Regions from separate parts of the Salmo salar genome. Here region 1 is linked to region 2. Evidence: chromatin contacts called from public Hi-C data. All regions are on one chromosome and are shown on one strand. The core of a region is the stretch at or near the end of the contact, and the rest is flanking DNA. Distances in the headings are between cores, read along the strand shown.

Evidence for each region. A called contact is a pair of places that touch in the nucleus more often than the background predicts.
Region 1: a contact with region 2 is called in a Hi-C map of blood, with 10 times the contacts expected there. The contact joins the promoter of mta1 here to the enhancer-like site in region 2. A contact is called at or near these places in 3 of 3 Hi-C or Micro-C datasets (blood, gill and muscle).

The regions. Positions count from the first base shown.
Region 1 is chrssa01:42,684,734-42,690,651 of Ssal_v3.1, reverse strand. mta1 (metastasis associated 1) reads right to left here and starts at 1,699. Exons shown (of 17, transcript XM_014195485.2): 1 at 1,362-1,699. The coding sequence starts at 1,389.
Region 2 is chrssa01:42,628,850-42,634,225 of Ssal_v3.1, reverse strand. All of the region lies in intron 2 of crip2 (cysteine-rich protein 2), which reads left to right. Among protein-coding and RNA genes, the nearest start is that of crip1, 31 kb to the right of the region's middle. Within about 2 kb of position 3,480, at least 2 of the 13 cell types and tissues checked have an H3K27ac peak or open chromatin away from gene starts, as enhancers often do.

The DNA.
Region 1 (5,918 bases), core at 450-2,949, 58 kb before region 2:
TATTCATCAGAGGTTCTTGAGAAACTGTCAAACAGTTCCATCAAAAGTCCATCATTTCTAAAAATGAGTGCGCCGCTGTAATGAATCTGCTGTCAAAAAGATGCATTCCCCAGCTATCAATTAAAATGATCTGCCATAAACTACTCTGTGGCACCAACTGTGTGCACAGCAATGAGTGGCTTGAATTCCCCACTTTCCAAAACAATGAAATGAGTCCTCTATTAAGCAGAATCAGCATGATAACAAGCAGACAGACAGAATAACTGTTACCATTTCTGTACAGTGCCAACTAAACTCTATATTTTATGAACACTAGTGTGACAGAGTTGTCTCACAAACAAACAAATGATTCATAAACAACTGAAAGACAGTTAACATGAATTAATAGTTAGAGGGTAGGCTAGGCTATTGTTGTTACATAGTATTGTTTCCTCTATGTTAAATAGTTAAATAAGTAAAAGTGGTTTCCTCTATGACTGGTCCCATTGACCCCATCCATTACAATCCACATCTGGTGCTGCTGACACACACTGTTGTGGTCAAACAGAAACATTTTCACACCAGCTGACAATGAATGAAGCTTGGTTTAAAACCTGTGGCTCGACTAGACTACTGCTGGATACAGTTACCAATTTGTTGACAAACTAATTTAAATGTATTGCAGGGGAGTGTGACACCGGACCTCAGTATACTAACTATTCCCATGCACTGAACGAGCCAGGTGAGTCGGAAACTCATTTAAGTCAACTTCAACCCGAGTAGACTAACCTTGCTAGGTAGCTATTGTTATTGTAAAGTTGTATATATTATGAAACGCAAATGCTGATCAATTTGATATAAATTCAAAAAGGTCAGTCTGTTATAATACAGCTACTTTGACTAGACAATAGGCACTATTGTACTTTATTATAATTCTGAAAGTACAACTTCAGAGACCAGCAGCAGTTAGTAACGTTTTCGTGTTCTGCCTCAAAATACAAAATGCCAAATAGCCTGTTAGCCAACTAATGCGTTAGCTAGCCGACTGGCAAGCCAAACTTTACTTTTAAAAGCGTATCGTTGAATAATTATTTTAATAAAAACTAAAAAATGTTAACTAAAGACGACCATATTGGTTTGTGTAACAGCAGTGATACGTTTAGAAACAACGAGGGGAAAAAACCCGGGGTCCCTACGAGACTCTTCATCACCATCCTCCTCCTCCTCAGTCACCATCATCTTCATCACTGACTGAAGCACAAGGCACTTTAGCTTTAGGAAATAAAAAAAAAAGGACAAAACCATGGCTGCAAAACCCGCGACGAACCAGGGAGAACGCGACATAAAGGACACTAAATTGTCCATAACTGTGTTCCCCTTACCTCCAACCCGGTACATGTTCGCTGCCATGACTGCCCCGGGTCCTGGCGTCTCCAGGTAGGGCTATCTCTCGCAGTAGCCGTCGCTGTTACCACTGCCGCCGCTGTGTGTTGGAAAATGGTGGATTGATCAATACGAAGCAGACTAGCCAAGAGATCTTAAAGAGACAGTACCCGTTATTTCTCCAAAACCCCTACTTCTCTGGGTAGGCCTGCTGTGTTTTTAATTGAGGCGGACTTGAGTTCACCCGCGTAAAATGTGGATACAGTTCGTAACAAAGCGGTTTCCCCTGGAAGTCAGTGCATGAACGAGGGGCCACTATTCAGCATCGTTGTGTTATTTCAAAACTAACGGGAACATTTATAAAGTATTACACTGTTGCTGTTTGAGTAGCCTACAAAAAAATTAAATACATTTGATTGTGGTCTGTTCATATCTCCCTCTGTCTAGCCCACTCAACCTCACTGAAGCCAGTTCCACTGCTTTTTTCATTGTTCCCCTCTAATCAGAGACTTATTTAGACCTGGGAAACCAGGTGTATGCAATTAATTATCAGGAAGAAGAGAAAAGCAGGCTCCAGATCTCTTAGGGTAAGAGTTGAATACCCCTGGTCTAGCCTATTCATTGTCCCATCATCTTCAAAGGGAAGAGAGAGATGGATGGTGTTGTAGTTTTTAACTAGGCTATTTTGTAGGCTATGTGTTTTCAATTACTATCAGACAAAGTCTAGTTTAATTCTCTTATGATCACTCCTTTGTTTTGTAAAGGATAAGAGCAAAACAGAGTAGAATAGAAGACCATGATTAGGCAACACATGTCCTGGACTGGTAGGCCAACACTGATGTCACATAACAGCTAATTCTGAACTAAATTAGGTAAAACATCATTAGGGGATTTGCTGTTTAAAACAGTTTGATAATGGCCTTAGGTATCCACTATCCACACCGTAGTCTTTCTGGTTTGGACAGCTTCATGCCTTACAGAACTGGGGTGTGTGTTATAGCCTATGTCTGAGTCCAAGGAGATGTAGCTTGCTGTGAAAACATAATCCTGGGTGGTCTCCTTAGACAGAGAGAAAGAGAGACAGAGAGACAGACAGACAGACAGACAGACAGACAGACAGACAGACAGACAGACAGACAGACAGACAGACAGACAGTGACACAGAGAAAGAGAAGGAGAGAGAGAGAACAGAGAAAGACTGGGAGAGAGAAACTCAGGGAGAGGAGAAAAAGAGAGGGGTGAGAGAGTTTATTTTTTTTACAGAGCAGAGAGTCTATTCCAGGAAGACGGGGCTTCCTCTGATGGTGTACTGAATCTTTACCGTGTTTTAAGAGGTGATTTTCAATGTAAATTTAGGCATGGAGTAATTCCCCTGGTGTTCATCTGATCTGTACCATATGGCAGAGTTCCCAAATGGGTGGCCTGCGGGCCAAATTCAGCCCGTGTGTGATTTTATTTGGCCCCCAAAGTCACCTGAGAACAAAACAACATGAGCTCAAAGTGATTTTAATTTAGGAAATCTGTTCCCAAGTATCCCCACACATAAGAAGAGTGGCATATGTGATCGTATATCCCAATGTAATCAAGGTTTGAAATTATTATATTTTTCTCAAATACTATATCTGTTTGAGATTCTGCAGTGTACAAATTATTTATAACTCTGTTCCGGCCCCCCCAAAAAAGAAAAAATAGACCCACTGCCGAATGTAACTGAGCACCCCTTCCATATGGAAAGCTCAACTACTAGGCCAAGCGTCTGCAGTCATATGACCATGGTAAGCCAATCACAAGTCTCTATATATTTAACCACCAGTGCACTCAAAATGAAGTAATTCTTTGCAACAGTAGAGAGGGATACTATTGTCTACTTGCACATTCAAGATTAAGTAACTGTGTGTGTGTGTGTGCGCTTGCGTATATGCCACTGTAGGCTGGCACTTCTATACTTTTACCGACGTTGTGGCCAGTGTGTTGTAATTATAACTAGACAGCATCTTCCTGTGACTACACAATCCTAGCCTACATTCATCAGAGATCTAACCCAAGCCAATATGCTCTCAATTTGAACAAGAAGAAAGTTGTTTCCAACTTGTTTCCCTGTTTTATACTACGAACTGTGAGTGTGCACGTGCGTGTGCATGTGTGTATGCACTCGTGCATATGTGCGTGTGCGTGTTTGTAGGGAACTGGGAACTGTGAACAGGAGTTCCTGCATGATGCTCTTTGTTTTCTTGGCTGCTCTCTGGCTGCTGTGCAGACGTCTTTGATTGGCTGGCTTCTCTTCCAGATGTTGGTGATGTCAGAGCGCTGTACAGTCCTGGTGTTTTCCCTGAGGTTTGATTTCCAGAAAGATACTGGGCACGTTCCAGGTTGACTACATTACAGTCGTGTTGTGGACACAACCACAGTGTCAGTGAGGATGGCTTTGAGATAATGGATAATGGGATTATTGTTACTGCACCTTGCATTACTCCGTCCCTGTACTGGTATGAATGAGACAGCAGGTGGCACTGTTGTCCCATTTTCCATTACTTCCATGATGCACTAAGATGCAGTTTCCTATATTCACCAGCAGAGATCGCTACAAACGTATTTCCTCCATTGTCCTCACATGCTCCCTTGACAGCAGTGCTGAATGGACAGCAGACAGGGCAGGCTGTTCAGGCTGTGCAGCGATCCCTAAGGATCCAGATATGACACTTCATTAATTGATTTATTATGTATTTTGGGGCTGTTTGAGTCACACAGTCAGTGTTATTCCGACTGAGGCCCAAACCAGCCAACAGAGCTTTAGCCTCTGCTGACCTCCATTAACATAATTTTATTAATTGAGGCACTGAATTTTTAATTTCCACCATTATCGACCTCGCCTTCCTGTTCCTTTTCTTGTTGGTCTGTTAGATTAGGAGGAAGAAAGAGGTTTGTGTGTTGTGCATGTGTGAGAAAGTGTGAATGATAAAGGTTGGCAGTTTGGGTGTGGAGAGACAGTCCATGGCAAGATAAGGGCAGTGCCATGAAGGAATGTGGTTATACAAGGTCAGTGGAGATTTCACTCCTTACCAGAACCAGCATCTCAGCCTACGTTGTGTTCAGCAAAAATTGCACTTTTTCCTTCAGAAACCCTTTCATCATATTTATTAAATATACTGAACAAAAATATTAACACAACATGCAACAATTTCAAAGATTTTACTGAGTTACAGTTCATATAAGGAAATCAGTCGATTTAAATCAATGAATTAGACCCTGGTTGGGCCTGGGAGGGCATAGGCCCACCCACTTGGGAGCCAGGACTTGCCAATCAGACTGAGTTTTATTACAGACAGAAATACTCTTCCGTTTCATCAGCTGTCCGGATGGCTGGTCTCAGACGATATTCCAAATGCCTGTATCGCAGAATAATATATATATATTTTTTTTTTTTCGTTTTTATGAGCATTTATGTCTGCTTGCTCTCATGTTTTTCTTTTGGTCTCGTCTCATTCGCTCCTTCTGTGCTGTCCCATTTACACCGTTGATTTGTATAATGACGAGATGCTCATGTCTAAGCCCTAACAATGGGAGTCGTTGTCCCAAAGGCGAGAAGGCAGGCGACAAGCTTAGGTTCAAATTAAGCGCATAGAAACGTATTGGGCTGATTTTGGCGAGAGTGAAACCTCCCGCTTCGCCTCTTTCTCCCAAGCCCCTCTCCCTACCACTCACAACAACAAAGATGAGAGATCCCTTCTTCCTGATATTATTTTACTGTATTAGATGAGAAGTTAACCTTTCGGACCATACCCTGTTTATGTTTCAACTCCTAAAATTTTGAGAAGAGCAGACACTACTAAAACGGATGTACCAGTGAACCTTCATTCTGACACATGAATGCTCAGTTGGTCGTGTGCACATTACGGTACCACGTATCGCTAGCAGCATTTTAGTCAAATAAAGATTGCTATACTAGCTGTTTAGTCTGTGTTTTATAAATCTGCAATACGCATAAAACAATTATATAAGGAATTGGCAACTCGTTCTCATTCTGAGATATAAGGTAGGCCACTTGATTTAAACATCTGGACAAAGTGGACAGGCTAGCATGCTGTTCAAACAGTTGGAGACAGACAGAAGGTTGTGTTTATAACAACTGTTTTGCCTTGTTAGCTGAATTCAGAGCTTGTGAAATTATACCTAGATCCAAGTTGGCTGAACTCGAAATATAAATACTAGCCGGCTACTCACTGGCACGTGGGCTTGTCCTTGAGATATTGTTTATGAGGCAGGTGTTCATTTTCTATCATATTAATGAATGTACATTATGCTTGGTTCTGGTTAAATTTGTAACAAAAATGACATTTTTATAGACAGACCTGAAAGCCAGATCAGTGATTATTGCAAAACATAATTCAATTATTAGTGTGTCTTACGTTTGTGTAAGGCATATATTCAGCCTAGGTATAATTTCAAAAGCTCTGAATTCATTAGATTATTGCTGACTGTTTTACATGCAGTGTATTTGACCTTTAATTGTACATCAAAGCTTATTTGGAGTTTTTATACAGTACCAGTCAATAGTT
Region 2 (5,376 bases), core at 2,231-4,730:
ACAGCACGGCAAGCGGTACCGGAGCTCCAAGTCTTGGTCCAAAAGACTCCTTAACAGCTTCTACCCCCAAGCCATAAGACTGCTGAACAATTAATCAAATGGCCACCCAGACTATTTACATTGGCCCACCTTTGTTTTTAACACTGCTGCTACTCACTGTTCATTATCTATGCATAGTCAATTTACCCCTACCTTTACAAATTACCTCAAATTACCCCCGCACATTGACCGGGTACCGGTACCCCCTGTATATTGTCTTGTTATTGTTATGTAATTTTATTGTGTTACTTTTTACTTTTCTTAACACTATTTCTTGAACTGGTTAAGGGCTTGTGTAAGCATTTCACGGTATTCGGCGCATGTGACAAATAACATTTGATTTGAGTTATGTCAGTGTGAAACATCCCAGTCCCGAGGTCTGGATCAGAACAGGAAGGAAAGAAGGATGTGAATTCTGCAGCTTTTTATGACACAAAATCACAAAAGCTATCCCCATAGCAGTCCTAGCCTGGTTGTTTAATCTCTCTATTATCATTACATCATATAAATGTTCTTTCTCCATGTCCTCTCCACAATTTCCCTCCAGTCCCCAGTAGATAAGCCTAGTCCCAGATCTGGTTGTACTATATACTGTAAGTAGATCTGGGACCAGGCAATAACCAAATCCAATACAGCACAAACAGATCTTGGACCAAGCTTTAACCAACTCCAATACAGCACAAACAGATCTGTGACCAGACTACTAGTAGATTTTGGCAATACTGGCCAGGGTCTCTATAAGCAGGAGGACAGGGGGATAATGAGGGGGGAGATGGCACCACTGCCCCCTGGGGCTCCATAGATGGCAGAGTCATAAGGTCGTCCGCATACTTCCCATCCGAAACAGTTCGGAACAGTTCGTGCATTTGTTATGATGACATTTTGTAATGTTTTCATTCGTTTTGGTTTTCAGTAAGGTTTTTTCAGCTGTTCGTGCACACTAATACTTTTTTTCAAGGTAAGCTGAAGTTCACAGCTGAAGTCAAATCCAATTTTTATTTGTCACATACACATGGTTAGCAGATGTTAATGCGAGTGTAGCGAAATGCTTGTGGAACAATGGTGGCCCTCTTGAAGCATGTGGGAACAGCAGACTGGGATAAGGATTGATTGAATATGCCCGTAAACACACCAGCCAGCTGGTCTGCTGCGCATGCTCTGAGGACGCGGCTGGGGATGCCGTCTGGGCCGGCAGCCTTGCATGGGTTAACACGTTTAAATGTTTTACTCACATTGGCTGCAGTGAAGGACAGCCCGCAGGTTTTGGTAGCGGACCGTGTCAGTGGCGAGCAAAAAAGTTGTTTAGTTTGTCTGGGAGCAAGACATTGTGGTCCGCGACGGGGCTGGTTTTCCTTTTGTAGTCCGTGATTGACTGTAGACCCTGCCACATACCTCTCGTGTCTGAGCTGTTGAATTGCGACTCTCCTTTGTCTCTATACTGATGCTTAGCTTGTTTGATTGCCTTGCGGAGGGAATAGCTACACTGTTTGTATTCGGTCATGTTTCCCGGTCACCTTTCCCTGATTAAAAGCAGTGGTTCGTGCTTTCAGTTTTGCGCGAATGCTGCCATCAATCCACGGTTTCTGGTTGGGGAATGTTTTAATAGACGCTGTTGGTACAACATCACCGATGCACTTGGTAATAAACTCGCTCACCGAATCAGCGTATTCATCAATGTTATTGTCCGACGCTATGCGGAACATATCCCAGTCCACGTGATCGAAGCAATCTTGAAGCGTGGAATCCGATTGTTCGGACCAGCGTTGAACAGACCTGAGCACGGGCGCTTCCTGTTTTAGTTTCTGTCTATAGGCTGGTAGCAACAAAATGGAGTCGTGGTCAGATTTTCCGAAAGGAGGGTGGGGGAGGACTTTATATGCGTCGCGGAATTTAGAATAACAATGATCAAGGGTTTTGCCAGCTCGGGTCGCGCATTCGATATGCTGATAAAATTTAGAGAGCCTTGTTTTCAGATTAGCCTTGTTAAAATCCCCAGCTACAATAAATGCAGCCTCAGGATATGTGGTTTCCAGTTTACATAGTCAAATGAAGTTCTTTCAGGGCCATCGATGTGTCTGATTGGGGCGGGATATACACGACTGTGATTATGATCGAAGAGAATTCTCTTGGTAGATAATGCGGTCGGCATTTGATTGTAAGGAATTCTAGGTCAGGTGAACAAAAGGACTTCAGTTACTGTATGTTGTTATGATCACACCACGCCTCGTTAATCATAAGGCATACACCCCCGCCCTTCTTCTTACCAGAGAGATGTTTGTTTCTGTCGGCGCGATGCGTGAAGAAACCGGGTGGCTGTACCGAATCTGATAAGGTATCCCGAGTGAGCCATGTTTCCATGAAACAAAGAACGTTACAATCTCTGATGTCTCTCTGGAAGGCAACCCTTGCTCGGATTTCGTCTACCTTGTTGTCAAGAGACTGGACATTGGCGAGTAGTATGCTCGGGAGCGGTTCGCAATGTGCCCGTCTACGGAGCCTGACCAGAAGACCGCTCAGTCTGCCCCTTCTGCAGCGCCGTTGTTTTGGGTCTACACCCCTTCGTTGGTAATTGGTCAACAGTAGTGATTCTTGCAATTTGAGAGATGACTTGATTTCACACACATTTTTTCGCTTGGAAAATTCTGCAATTTATTAGATTAATTCTGACTATTTTGTGAAAGTGTATACTGGCTACATCGCCTCAAGATGGACAAACAGGCTATTGCATCTTTTTCTCATTTTTTAAGTGAAGGTCTTTTTTTAAGGGGGTATGCGAGTTTGGCTAGCTGCCAGCCAACTGAAGCATGCAGAAGCCTTTAGCAAGCCTCCATAGTACACATTATGCACACACACACACACACAGGCCAAGCCTTCATCCTGGCTCTATCCAAGGAGGAGGTCATAACTCTGTTACTACACACAGAATCCCCCTCACCATGGGTCCTGATACAGGTATACAGTTGATAATGGGCCTGGGTCTTACCACGCAAAGATCAAGGGAGCAGGATGAGCGGTGGTGTGTGTGTGTGTGTGTGTGTGTGTGTGTGTGTGTGTGTGTGTGTGTGTGTGTGTGTGTGTGTGTGTGTGTGTGTGTGTCTCACGAGGAATGGGGCTGTATGAGATCGGATTCAGGGTCAGGGAAAGACTAGGGCTGTGACGGTCATGGATTTTGGATGACGGTAGTTGGCCAGCCAAATGATTGCGGTTACCGTAATAACCGTTCGGATAGCGAAAAAAGAAACACGGTCATTTTCTCCTCTCCTCCACTCCTGACTGCATGTGCTGCCATAGAAATAGAATGAATAGAACTGGTGTCTCCATTCATGTCAATGATGGCATAATGGGTGGACTGGCGGCCATTGCGAGTCTACAAATAGGAGCAAAGAAGGAAGTAAAAGAAGGAAGTAAAAGCAGGAAGTGTACCCATCAACATGTGCTGTGGTATGTTAAAACAACTCAACTGCCAATACAAAAAATACATTCCATTGCATGAACCACATCAGTTAAGATCCTTTGAATGAACATTCTACATGACCATGGAAATTACTGCATCAGGCAGCCATTGCGAGTGTACACATGAGTTTACCAGTCAAATTGCCAGTTAGAGGTTCCAAGCCTGTTCTATTCATTATATTTTTTTGTGTGCTGCTGCTGCAGGGGGGGGGTGTTGCCTAGGCAACTCGTTTGCTACAACACCTTGGTTGTCACTAGTTACTACAGCGACAAAGTCAGAAGGCTCACCTACTCGACCAATCAGATGACGGAGTGTGATGACGCGTATACCAACCGACCGGCTTGCAGGGGCAGACGAGAGACATGTATTTATTTTATTTAGTGATTCATCAATGGTTTGGTAAGTTATTAGATATAGTAAAAACAACCATTATAAATGCAAAGTGTAAATCGGATATCTTATTCAAATTCAGCTTGCAAGCTTATTACAAGGTTTGCCCTTACTCATAGTTACTTGTCTTAACCCAAAATAGGTTTACTCCAATATCTGCATTGTTGTTAAATGGCATGTAGACAAACACATTGGCACATTTTGATTTTCAAAATCAACAAGTAAAACGTACACAGTTTCACAGAAATGTTCACAGAAAAAAACACTATACAGGGGAAACTCACCACCCTAACCCCATTCTAAACAGGGGAAACTCACCACCCTAACCCCATTCTAAACAGGGGAAACTCACCACCCTAACCCCACTCTAAACAGGGGAAACTCACCACCCTAACCCCATTCTAAACAGGGGAAACTCACCACCCTAACCCCATTCTAAACAGGGGAAACTCACCACCCTAACCCCATTCTAAACAGGGGAAACTCACCACCCTAACCCCATTCTAAACAGGGGAAACTCACCACCCTAACCCCACTCTAAACAGGGGAAACTCACCACCCTAACCCCATTCTAAACAGGGGAAACTCACCACCCTAACCCCATTCTAAACAGGGGAAACTCACCACCCTAACCCCACTCTAAACAGGGGAAACTCACCACCCTAACCCCACTCTAAACAGGGGAAACTCACCACCCTAACCCCACTCTAAACAGGGGAAACTCACCACCCTAACCCCATTCTAAACAGGGGAAACTCACCACCCTAACCCCATTCTAAACAGGGGAAACTCACCACCCTAACCCCACTCTAAACAGGGGAAACTCACCACCCTAACCCCATTCTAAACAGGGGAAACTCACCACCCTAACCCCATTCTAAACAGGGGAAACTCACCACCCTAACCCCATTCTAAACAGGGGAAACTCACCACCCTAACCCCATTCTAAACAGGGGAAACTCACCACCCTAACCCCACTCTAAACAGGGGAAACTCACCACCCTAACCCCATTCTAAACAGGGGAAACTCACCACCCTAACCCCACTCTAAACAGGGGAAACTCACCACCCTAACCCCATTCTAAACAGGGGAAACTCACCACCCTAACCCCATTCTAAACAGGGGAAACTCACCACCCTAACCCCACTCTAAACAGGGGAAACTCACCACCCTAACCCCATTCTAAACAGGGGAAACTCACCACCCTAACCCCACTCTAAACAGGGGAAACTCACCACCCTAACCCCATTCTAAACAGGGGAAACTCACCACCCTAACCCCATTCTAAACAGGGGAAACTCACCACCCTAACCCCACTCTAAACAGGGGAAACTCACCACCCTAACCCCACTCTAAACAGGGGAAACTCACCACCCTAACCACATTCTAAACAGGGGAAACTCACCACCCTAACCCCATTCTAAACAGGGGAAACTCACCACCCTAACCCCATTCTAAACAGGGGAAACTCACCACCCTAACCCCACTCTAA